Regions from separate parts of the Mus musculus genome. Here regions 1, 2 and 4 are each linked to region 3. The links are chromatin contacts, called in public Hi-C and promoter capture Hi-C maps. All regions are on one chromosome and are shown on one strand. The core of a region is the stretch at or near the end of the contact, and the rest is flanking DNA. Distances in the headings are between cores, read along the strand shown.

The links. Promoter capture Hi-C pulls out the DNA fragments that hold promoters and counts their contacts. Hi-C and Micro-C count contacts between places; a contact is called where the count stands out from the background.
Region 1: a contact with region 3 is called in a promoter capture Hi-C map of liver, with 2.8 times the contacts expected there. A contact is called at or near these places in 2 of 39 promoter capture datasets (both in liver).
Region 2: a contact with region 3 is called in a Hi-C map of colorectal tumor organoids, with 9 times the contacts expected there. A contact is called at or near these places in 1 of 484 Hi-C or Micro-C datasets (colorectal tumor organoids) and 1 of 130 datasets of targeted methods (pancreatic cancer cells).
Region 4: a promoter capture Hi-C map of liver shows a contact between it and region 3, with 4 times the contacts expected there. A contact is called at or near these places in 3 of 39 promoter capture datasets (liver and pre-B cells).

What each region holds. Positions count from the first base shown.
Region 1 is chr19:4,124,579-4,127,437 of GRCm38.p6, forward strand. Tmem134 (transmembrane protein 134) reads left to right here and starts at 1,382. Exons shown (of 8, transcript NM_001078649.1): 1 at 1,382-1,462; 2 at 1,464-1,622; 3 at 2,479-2,543. The coding sequence starts at 1,448. It also overlaps a transcript of Aip not described here.
Region 2 is chr19:4,496,957-4,499,899 of GRCm38.p6, forward strand. It overlaps 2010003K11Rik (RIKEN cDNA 2010003K11 gene), which reads right to left and starts at 1,627. Exons shown (of 2, transcript NM_027237.2): 1 at 1,288-1,627; 2 at 1-658. The coding sequence starts at 1,563. The coding sequence ends at 560.
Region 3 is chr19:5,608,676-5,611,441 of GRCm38.p6, forward strand. It overlaps Kat5 (K(lysine) acetyltransferase 5), which reads right to left and starts at 1,419. Exons shown (of 14, transcript NM_178637.2): 1 at 1,343-1,419; 2 at 1,177-1,243; 3 at 788-856; 4 at 561-697; 5 at 127-282; 6 at 1-37. The coding sequence starts at 1,354.
Region 4 is chr19:6,839,083-6,841,931 of GRCm38.p6, forward strand. It overlaps Rps6ka4 (ribosomal protein S6 kinase, polypeptide 4), which reads right to left and starts at 1,545. Exons shown (of 18, transcript NM_019924.2): 1 at 1,411-1,545; 2 at 1,252-1,323; 3 at 378-596; 4 at 170-285. The coding sequence starts at 1,465.

The DNA of each region.
Region 1 (2,859 bases), core at 132-2,631, 1.5 Mb before region 3:
TGTTGGAAGCCCAAATGGTACCACGCCTACAGCTCATAGAAACAGCAAACAAGATGCATGTGGAAACCATTAGCACTGAGTGGAAAAATGGAAAAATGTAAACAACAGAATGCACTTGATACAGGAGCCCATGTTTGTACACTGCAAACACATCCATACAGAAGACAATGCCACGTAAGAGCCAGGCTGGGTTGAAACTCAGTGAGGCCAGGTCTTGGGAGAAGAAGGGGAGGGGAGGAAGATGGGGATGGAGGGAATGGGGGGGGGGGAATGAATGACCACAACTAGAGAGGAGCCTCTTTAACCATAAAATGAGAAGTTGGGTTGACTCAGTTCTTTATGGGAGATCATAAAATGTGAGGGCGGTTGGACGTGGAGGAGGGCAAACACTTTGTAAGCTAGAAAGATATGGGTTCAAATTTCAGACGTAGCACTTTGACAAACTGCCACCGATATTTACTATTATTTATACATCTATTCAGTTCCAAACACTCCTGAGCACTGAAGAGAAAGCAGTACTATAAAAGCTAAGGCAAAAAGATCAGGAATTCAAGGCCAGAGTGAGCTAAATAGGGAGCTCCTCTTCCAAGAAAACCAAAAAAAAAAAAGAAAAAAAGATAGAAGGGAATGCAGACTCAGTGCTAGAAAGATTGTTTTTTAATCACTTTAGCTGCCCCATGTATTCTGAATTGGAGAAAACAATATAAGCTCTGAGCCTCAGTGTCCACATCTGAAAAATGACAAGGACACCCCTCCATTGGAAGCTGTGGTGAGTAGGATGGAGGAACAGGTCCAAGAGTTTCTATGGCACTGGAGTGCGGACTGGAATCCAGGCTACCTCATGAGGTTTGAGCTGCTGGGCAGAGAAAGCAACCACACACACACCTCACACCCCTGGGCAGAGAAAGCAACCACACACACACACACACACACACACACACACACCACGCAACCACACACACACCTCACACCCCTGGGCAGAGAAAGCAACCACACACACACACACACACACACACCACACACACCCCGTCACACACACACACACACACACACACACACACACACCACACACACCCCGTCACACACACACACACACACACCACACACACCCCGTCCCTCCGTCCCCCCTCCTCCCCTCCCCCCTCCCTTACAAGCACAAGCTTAGATCGGTCCTGGTCACAGCCGGGGCTGTCGCTCACCAAGGGAACCTCTGGGGGGCGCCGCGAGTCCCGCTACCCGCGAGACTCTGACGCGATCCCGAAGCAACTCTGCATTCTGCTGCTCAGGCCTGCAGAGGAGGAGCGGGCAAGGGCGGGGCGGTTGTAGAGGGCAGATCTTCGCTCCCAGGGAGACGGGGCGGGCCCTGTGAGGGCGGGCCCTGTTTGGTGGGCGGGGCCGTGGCGGGCTCAAATGGCGGCGGCGCTGGGCGCCTAGGCCGGCGGGGGCCATGAGCGCCGCCCGGCCCCCAGTTTAGCATCGATGATGCCTTCGAGCTGACCCTGGAGGACGCGGGGCCTGAGCCCGAGTCCAGCGGGGTCGCCCGCTTCGGGCCGCTGCACTTCGAACGCCGGGCTCGGTTCGAGGTGGCTGATGAAGACAAGCAGTCCCGGCTACGCTACCAGGTGAACGGCCCTGCTCGTCTCACCCTCTTGTCCAGGATAGGGCGGAACCCCAGGCCGGGCCCCGGAGAATTCTAACTCCGGAGCCTCTGCCTAGAGACCCCAGCGGAGCGGAAAATTGTCCCCTAGACGTGTCTGCTCATCCAGATTTATGTCCTTGCCCTCTGAGCTCTGAGTTCGGTTCCAGTGCAGCTGTGGAGAGCCGGAAACTCGGACTAGGAACCCAGGCCTTAGCAACAGTGTAGAACCCACCTGTCTTGAAGACTGACACCCCAATATCACTCCGAGGAGTTTGGGGAGTACTTCCAATCTGAACCAGACCTTGTCGATATTTACAGCATCCCTTGAGCCCCAGATCACGTGACCTATGGAGCCTCCGCATCCCCTCTGCTTTGAGAATCACCCTAAAAGTGGAGGTCCCCACACATGATGTGTTTGCCCATCTCTTCATACTAAACCACACCATAAATCATTGTCTCAGGTAGCTTCCCCCAACCCTATCGTTCTTTAGGACGTAAGACCCAGAGGCCTGTGCTATGCTATACCAAATCCAAAGTCTCTATGTTGGGTCCCTGAAAAATCCTGAGAGCCTCATTTGAGTGGTCACCTGCTCCTGGGATCCATGCTGGCAGCCCACCCCTGCTGGATTCTGTGCTGAAGCCCCCAACAGCCACCTACTTCCTACCCAGGTTTTGGTTTCTGAATCATCAAACCGGTTCCGCTGGGAGGGCAGGGAGAGGCAGGAGAGCAGCTGCCAGATGTGCCAGGCAGAAGCTGTCAGGCTGCCTTTCTCCTCCCCCCAGAGGGCAGTGGAAAGGCCCATTCCTGAAGCTTATCTGAACCTTATGTCCTGTAACAGAACCTGGAAAATGATGAGGACGGAGCCCAGGCCTCTCCGGAGCCGGATGGGGGAGTCAGCACCAGGTCAGGGCCAGGTGGGGACCCACCCTTCTTATCCCAGGCCCCGTGTCTCAGGCTCCTGTCTGCAAGGACCTGCCCAGTCCCAACCAGATGCACTTACCTGTCTTACAGGGATTCCTAGCCCTGCTTCTCTCATGGGATCTGCTGTCCAGCTGGGTCACCTTACCCCAGTGCCCCGGTCCTCCACCTTATCAATGCCAGGCTTTCTGTCTTCTAGGAATCCTCAGTTTAATCCAGTCCCCACCCTCTTTCATTCCTCTTAACACACACTCTATTCTGTAATTCCTTTTCACCCCCTACCCTTGACCTCCTTCTGGAC
Region 2 (2,943 bases), core at 377-2,876, 1.1 Mb before region 3:
TGCATGTTTGGGCTTCTCAGGCATATAGCAACCCCCCCAGGACAGTCCAGACATGGTCCTAGCCTGTGAAGGCTCACAGTCTATGAGGGAGGCCCAAGCCTTGGCCAGTCACTGGCAGCTGCCCAGAAAGCCATGTGGAGCTTGGCCCTGGGAGCAGGTGATATTCAGGAAGTTCTCAGCCTTTCTTTGGCTTCACTGAACTCTGACCTGGAAGTGGGTGGCTGGTCTTTGTGGGGCCAAGGGGTCACAGTTGCTACTCTCATTTCTGTGTAGGTCCCTAAGACCTTCATAAATGCCAGTCCAGGGAGTCTTTAAACCCAAAAGGTAGAGAGCCAGGTATTTCCTCTTCAGGCCTATGGAGATCTTTGCTAAGAGATAGGTGCCAGAACCAAGAAGAGCAGCCACATGGGGGCTTTGAATGATCTGGTGGCAGAGGCCTCCTTGGGTCACAAGACAAAGTTCAAAAGCTGGAGCAGTTCAGAGTCCAGAAAAGCCATGCAGGGGCAGATGAAAAGACACAGGAGCAGAGCCGGTGGAGTGAGGGACAGTCACAGCAGCTTTAGTTGTTGGTGTCCAACAAGGTCTCTGGGGAGGCTGGTTGACTCAGGGTCACACTGGGGAAGCTGGCGACAAAACTCCTCCACCTTCTTTTCACATGCTGGAAGACCAAAGTAGGAGAAACATCATAGCAGTGGCTTCAAGTGGTGTTCCACTCACAGCCACCAGGTGGGGGTAGAGCCATGAAAGAGAAGCTAAACTCCTGGGGGGAGGGGAGACCCTTCCCCCTGGGACGAAGGGCCAGGAGGGGTGGGGCAAATCTACTCTTCATCCTGTGTGAGAGGTACAGACGGTAATTTGCCAGAAGTTGCATTGGCCAATCTGCCTGCCTCCTGCTCTAGTCACCCTTGCAACATAGTATTACATTAATCATCTTAATACAGCTCTCAGAGCCTTGTGTGGTAATATATGCCTGCACTCCCAGCACTCAGAACACTGAGTAGGATCAAGAGTTCCAGGCCACTCTGGGCTACTTATCGAGACCCCATCTCAAAACAGAAACAGCTCTGACCATATTCCACCCAGACCCCATTTGCCCACCCTCCTCCAACCTTCAGTGAATCCCCAGTGCCCACAGGGGTGAGGGGAATCACAACTGCTTTTAGTCAAATGCATTCAATTCCTGGGTATTTTGCTTGGCTTTCCTCAGGTCAGCTGTGCTCTTAACCCTTTGCTGCCCGGAGTCCCCACCCTTCCCCATGAAAGTGATAATTCAGTTTGAAGCCACACCTGCTGGTACTGTCTCAGCCACCGCCGGCTGCCTCCTCCTCTCTGGCCTTGGATCAGCTGTTCTTTGTCTCCCAGGGTCCCTGGCAGCCGCTCCTGGACAGAGACCTCCAGCCCTTCCGTGCCATCGGGGACCTGCGACCTGGACTTCTCACGGCCCAGTCTGAGGCTCAGTGCTCTGTGGAGTCGGCCATCCAGAGACCTCCCCTGGGACTCATGGAGCCTCCCATAGGAGGGCCGGGGTTCTCTAAAGGACTGGCTACGCAGGCTGGTCCCCATGATCCTAGAAGCTAGCACTGGTCGGTAAGCCACTAGCTTTGTGAGATGGCCTGGTGCCTTCACTCATATGATGGGAGATCACCTGTAGACAAAGGTCAGTGCTGCTGAGGTGGCTGTCATAAACCAAAGGGCAGGCCACAGAGGCCAAATATCTCTGAGTCATTCTCTCCATTGACTTCTCACCCTGTGGGACTATACAGCGCAGGCTGGCTTCCAGCTCGGGATCCTTCTGAATGCTAGGCTGGTTCCTATTGTCTTCCCTCCTCCCTCCAGACAGCCTTCTCTGACCACACCACCCTGGAGACCTTGCCGGCCTCCTCTGGCCTTGGCCTTGGCTGGCCGTACCACTCATCTCATTGACATTAAGCAAAGATTACTTCTACAACAGGACAGAGAACAGAATAGCTTCATTCTACAACAGTCAAAACCGTAACTACCAGGGTGAAATCGGGTAAGGCAGGGGCTGGACAGTGGACGGTACTTGTTTTCATGGCTCCAGACCTTCAGTTTTACAAGGTGAAAAGTGCTCTGGAGGTCAGCGGCACACATCCAAAATCGTGACCTGCAGGGGCTGGGGGGACGGCTCACTCATAAAGTGCTTGCTGCACAGGATCTGGGTTGGGTTCCCTGGTACCCCTGTGGAAAGGTGGATATGCATCTGTCATCCCAGACCTGGGAGAGACAGGAAACTCTCTGGGACTTGCAGTCCCTGTCTGAGCTGCATTGGTGAACTCCTGACCCAGTGGGACACACTGTCTCAAAAACTAAGGGGAAGGAGTGGTCGAGTGGGTACAGGCACTTGCTGACAAGCCTGACAACCTGAGTTTGATCCTTGGGATTCACCTGGTGGAGAGAACTGGCTGCCACAGGCTTTCCTCTCTCCACCACACATGCGCTGTGGCTCTCAAGAACACACAATACACACACACACACACACACACACACACACACACACACACAAATAAATGTAATTTGAAAATGTAAAAAGGTGAGGCCAGGCAAGGTGGCTCATTCAGTGCTCATGCCAGGGGAATTTCTGTGAGTTTCGGCCAGCCTGGTCTACACAGCTAGTTCCTCTCTCAAAAACTAAGAGGAAAAAAATTAAAGGTAGAGAATGACAGAGGAAGACACTTAGTGTCAACTTCTAGATTACACACATGTGTGCGAGTGTACACACACACACATAATCCCTTCACACACCATACAGAGACACAAAGAAAAAAATGACCTATAGTAAATATTATCTCAGTGCCAGACTTTTGTCTTAGACAGGGTCTTATGTTGCCCAGATGGGCCTCGCTATGTGGCAGAGGATGATCTCGAATTCCTGATCTCTGCCCTCCTCCACCTCCTGAATTCTTGGATTACAAGTATGGGTCA
Region 3 (2,766 bases), core at 169-2,668:
CTGGGGTTGCTGGTGAAACCACCTCCACCTTCCGTTTCTGCAGAGAGAAACCAGGAAAGGTGGGTCAGAAGGTAGAGAAGGTGGGACCTGAGAAGAAAGCAAGGTCCCTGGAATTGCTGAGGGTACCGTTGAGCGGTGGTTGGGTTGCAGGCAGGAGCTGGAGGAGAGCGGCTGGTCAGGCTCGCCACCTGGGATGGCCTCCCGCTCCTTGGGCAGGTTGAAGCGGAGTGTGATCTGGACCGGGATTGGCAAGGTCTTCCCGCTGGCCTGGGCGGAGGCCGGCTGCAGAGATAGGTCCAGGGTCTTCCTCTGGGGTGGGGATGGTGGTGGGATGGCGAAGGGGGGGATGGGCCCCTCAGCATGGAATCCCACCCTCTGCCTTCTCTAAAGCAAGGCAGTGCTGGACTCTGGAAGCTACGCCTGCAACTTGGTCCCCATCCTTTGCAAGCTGAAGCCATGGCAGAAGAATGCTGCCTCCTGCCCATTCAGGAACCCCTGAGGCCAAGAGATGCAAGAAGGAAGAGGCAGGAGAGAAAAGATGAAATGGGGGACCTACTCACCACCTCTCTTTCGGGAGAGCCGGGGCGGGACCCAGGAAGTCCGTTCTTGGTAGGTGTCTTGGCCTCTTTCTTGGGAAATTGGATCTTCTTTAAGTCCAGCCGCTCGTGAGTCACCCATTCATCCAGACGTTTGTTGACTGCAGCAGTGAAAACGGCTCAGGAGGGAATGCCAGAGGCTGCCCTCAACCCTCTCCAGCAACCCCACTCCATCCAGGCCCAGGACTCACAGTCAATGTAATGGACATAGAAAAGCTTTCGGCCACTGATGTCCTTCACGCTCAGGATCTCAGCCAGGGCTATGAGAACCACACAGACAGGGAGTCTTAGCCAGGGCAGGTCAGGAGACTCCACCCTTCGACCTGAATCCCACCTCCAGGCTGGAGGCCTGTGTCCCAGCACTCAGAGGGGCTGGTTCAAGACCCCTTTAGTCACCAAGTGACACCTCTCTCCAAGCCCCGCCCGGATCATCTCCGTACGTCCAAAAGCCACGCCCCTCCTCCCGAGTATCTGCGACCGCCCCGGGATTGCAGAAGCCCCTCCCCCTCCCGTGCGATCGTTGACTCCCTCCCGCCCCTCGCCCTCAGGTTCCTTGGACCCGCCCCCCGACGTCACTCACGCCACTCATCTTCGTTGTCCTGGTTGCGCCGCAGCACGGGCAGGCGGCAGCCCTCGATTATCTCCCCCTGGGGAGACAGCGCGGCGCCAGGGTCGGCTACTGGGGGGCCTCGGGCTCTACCCACCTCCCCTGGCTCCCTCCGCCCCGCCCCGGGCACCGGACTCACCACCTCCGCCATCTTCCCTCCCTCCACTGCCACTTCCGGCCCCTCTGGGAGACGTCACTTCCGGAGCTGAGTGCGCTATAGGCCCGAGCCCCTTGAAGCTGTTTGAAAGGGAAACACTTGAGAATCACTGCTAGCTGGTTGGTAGCAAAAAGCCGGCCCGTTTGGGGAATGGAAGAGCAGGACGTTGTAAACCTGAGGCCAAGTACTAGATGGAATCCCCGCTCCTCGCACAGCGATTGGAGGAACGCCGAGTCTGTCACGTGACGCCCACCGGGTGCGACGCCGGTCACTCAGATCATGTTTAGGCTTTGTCTAGAGGCAGTGTTCTGGCGAGCCTCTTAGTGGCAGTGTGAGGTGTCACCCTGAGTAAGAAGCTAAGGAGTGGGGTTTTGAACCCTGGGGAGTCAGTAGACCTGAAGGGATTTAGAGATCCACCCAGGTGTCTGCATAAGATTGCACAGGCCTGGGGGCTTAGCAAGATTTTTCCGTTAATACTGGATTTCTATTTTTAAAATAGTATATATGTGGCTGTATACATGGAAGGTTCAAAATTCCAGTAGGCATTCAGTCAACAAGAATGGATGTCTCAGTTGGTCTTCATTATACATCAGAATCCCAAAGAAGTAGGCGCTAATGACAGTGAAGGAGCGGACTTGTCAACGAGAGTGAGAGCAAGTAGGCAGAGTAAAAGCAGGCTGGCAGTGGAGGCAGAAGCAGGCGAAGCTCTATGAGTTGAGGCCAGCGTTGTCTACAGAGTCAGTTCCAGGACAAGCGGGGTTACACAGATAAGCCCTGTCCTGGGGGTGGCAGGGAGGAAAATCTTGTTTCATGTCTTTCTTTTAGTTTCCAGCAGAAGGTGCATCTTCTGACTTTGAATAACAAGAATAGGTTTGAATAACAAAGGTGTGTTCTCCCTCCTCAAAGATGTGAATTCAAAGTGGATCTTCCACCAAGCCAGCTTGCCAGCACTGGGGAGGCAGAGGCAGGCCTGGTCTACAGAGCAAGTTCCAAGACACCCAGGGCTACACTGAGAAATCCTCTTAAAAACACAAAGCAGTGGGTTTTCCCACTTCAGAGTAGGCAAAATTGTTCACGTATGTGTTCTTCCATTTTTGGGTTTTAGTGAAATCCAGATGTAGTCAAATGGACAACCAAAAATAACTATCACAGATATTGATAACATGCCTAAAGGGTGTAGTGGGGCCCTTTAGCCTTACTTCTAAGTGTTCCCAGTTTAAATGGTTTCGGGTCCATTTGGCCACTTTGAGAAGAGTTTATGTGCAGAAGTAAAGGATTGGTTTCATCACAGGAGCATTAATAATAACACTTGGATTTGATCTGTGTGCAAAATATGTTCAGCATAAGAAGTACTGAAAAGCCAATAGGCCTTTTGTTATTGTTTGTTCTGAGGTGAAGTCTCACTG
Region 4 (2,849 bases), core at 295-2,794, 1.2 Mb after region 3:
TGGAGGAAAGCCCCTTCCAGAAGGTTCTGGAGCAGAAGACCCTTCCAGGTAGTGCTGTCTCAAGCAGTTCTTTCAAGGTCCCCGCCCAGGCCACCCCTGAAACAGGAAGCCCCTCATTAGGTTCAGGGCAGTCCCAGGAGAGCAGCCAAAAGGCAGGGCCGTCTCTTACCTTGTGCAGGTGTTCCAGGGCCAGCACAATCTCGCCCCCATACACTCGAACCTCAGCCTCCTTGAAGTACTGGCGCTGGTAGAGGTGAGTGAACATCTCACCACCGCTCACGTAGTCTGGGAGTGAGGAGACGTTGAAATGTTTCCCTACAAGGTAGCCTAATCTAACTCCCGTCCCTCTCCAAAGCTGAGATGTGACAGGCCCTCACCCAGGATGAGGTGCAGCTTGGCATCCGTCTGGAAGGCGTAGTGCAGTGTGACCAGGAAGGGTGCTTGGCGAACCAGCTCCAGCACCGAGCGTTCGGTGCGGGTATGCTCCTGTGTCTTCGCGCGCTGCACCAACGCCGCCTTGCGTAGCACCTTCATGGCATAGAGCTTGCCCGCGTCGTGCCCACCCGTCTTCCGCACCAGGAACACCTTCCCATAGGCTGTGGGAGCAGCAAGCAAGCGGTTGGAAGGTGGGCTGTAAGTGCGAGGGCGGTGCAGACTGGTGGGAAGGGGGGTGCAAAAGGCTGACAGAGCCTTCTAAGGAGAAGGTGAGCCCTCCCTGGAGGGTGCTCGGTTAAGCCTGAAAAGCAATTTGCAGTGCAAACTAGCCTGGGGAGCTTGCAACTCCAGAAGGCCTGCGGGGCGGGGAAGGGGCGGGGCACGTGCAAACCTGGGATGATCAAGAGAGCTGAGAAAAGATGAAAACGCTGGCACCGGAGGCAGAGGCGCGCTCCCAGTCAGCGGAGGGATGTGCAAACCCGGACTGGGGAATTTGCAAAATACAAGAGTGGGGCTCGCAAGGGAAGATGGGGAGAGAAGCTGTGCAAAGCTCTTGGGAGGGAGTCAAAACCCCAAAGAGGCTAGGAAATCGCGGCAGGGGGCACGCACGCATAGGACTTTGCAGAGAAGAGTCCTGTCAACGTGGACGCCCGGCAAGTAGGCTCGGAACCCTGGTACGGTAGGGCGGGGCGGGCAAGGGGAGCTATGCCGGGAAAGGGTGGGGGGACCTCCCCAGCAACCAGGCCCAGGCCCAGGTCCAGGCGAGTGGGCGGGCAGAAGGCCCAAAGCACCATGCCAGTGAAAGCGGTTTCTCACCTCCCGTGCCCAGCACCTTGAGCAGCGCGAAGTTCTCCACGCTCACCTTCTCCTCATGCCCGGTGAGGTTGGCTGCGGACACAGGGGGGCGAGTGAGCCCAGAGGGTCGCTGACTCTTGCCACCCGTCCGGGAGAGCCGCCTCGGGATCCGGCACCCACCTTCGGTGATCTGCAGCTCCACGGCGCAGCCCTCGTCCTCATCCTCGTCTCCCATGGCGGGCGGGTCGCTGGGGCCCGCGCGGCTGGGGCTACGGGCGGCGCCGGTTACATGGCGGCTCCGGCCGGGGCGGGTGCTTCCTGGTGCCGCCTCTGGGGCCGAGCGGGCGCCGGCACCGCCTCCCGGCTCCCAGCCCGCCCCGTGCGGCCTGAGTCAGGCGGCTGGAACGTGACGGAGCGGGGCTGCGGGTGGGAAGCATCAGACGGTGGCAGGGTCTCCTGGCCCCGGGACCAGTGAGAGCCGTGCAGGGCCTTTGGGTGACATGTGGCTGCAGCTGGAGTAAGCCTCCTAGCCAGGTGTCTGTCCAGCAGGATATGGAGGACACTAGAGGTCTGTGTCCCAGGATTTGAGGAGGGCTGCCCACCCAGGCTGATGGAGCCCTCCCTCCCACGTGGCAGCCTTGCCTCTTCTGCTCCTCTTAGCCAACAGACACAAATCACAGCCCACTTCCTTCTTTAGGACCACTCGTTACACTCGTTAAGCTCAGCAAATACACTGGAGATCTTTATATTCCCTGGACACAGGAGCCCTAGGCTCTTGATGCTGGGCCGGCAATGGGCATCCTGAGAGTACACTTCAGAAACAGGAAGCCACTTTACATGGGTAAAGTTGCTTTTGCCCCAAAGGAGACCAACTGAGTTGGATGCCTAGTTCCCTCCCACATGGTAAAAAGAAAGAACCGACTTCCACAAGCTGCCCTTAGATCTAAGTGCCTGCACCTACATACAATGCAAACATATGGCATAATATAAAATAAATGTAATTTCAAAAAGAATTAAAGAGGGAGCCTGCAGGGCTGATTGCACAAGGACCCCACTCCACCTTTCCCAGGGAGCCCCACCCTCCCTGGGGCAGCCTCGGGTGCCCTGACTCACATCCTGCCACCCAGCCTAATTGTCCCTGTATTCGTTTGCTTCTTTGTTGCTGTGATAAAACGTTCTGACTTAAAGCAGCTTGGGGAAGGGGCAGTTATTTGGTTTGCAGGCTACAGTCCATAACTGAGGGAAGTCAAGGCAGAAACTCAAGGCTGGAACCTGGAGATCAGAACTGAAGCAGAGACCATGGAGGAGCACTGCTTATGATGAGGAGCACTGCTTATGAGGAGCACTGCTTACTGACTTTCATCCCTTGACTTTTTCAGCTAGCTTTATTACATAACCCAAGCCCATCTAGCTAGGGATGTATCACCCACAGTGACTTAGGCCTTCCTATAATCAATTTGCAATCAAGAAAATGCCTCCACAAATATGCCCATGGGCTAATCTGCTGGAAGCAGTCTCTCAGCTGTGAGGTTCCCTCTACCTAGGTGTCTAGTTTGACAAAAGAACTATGACATTTCACCCCGTCAGCTCGTCTGTGTTAAAGCATAGCCTTTCCTTTC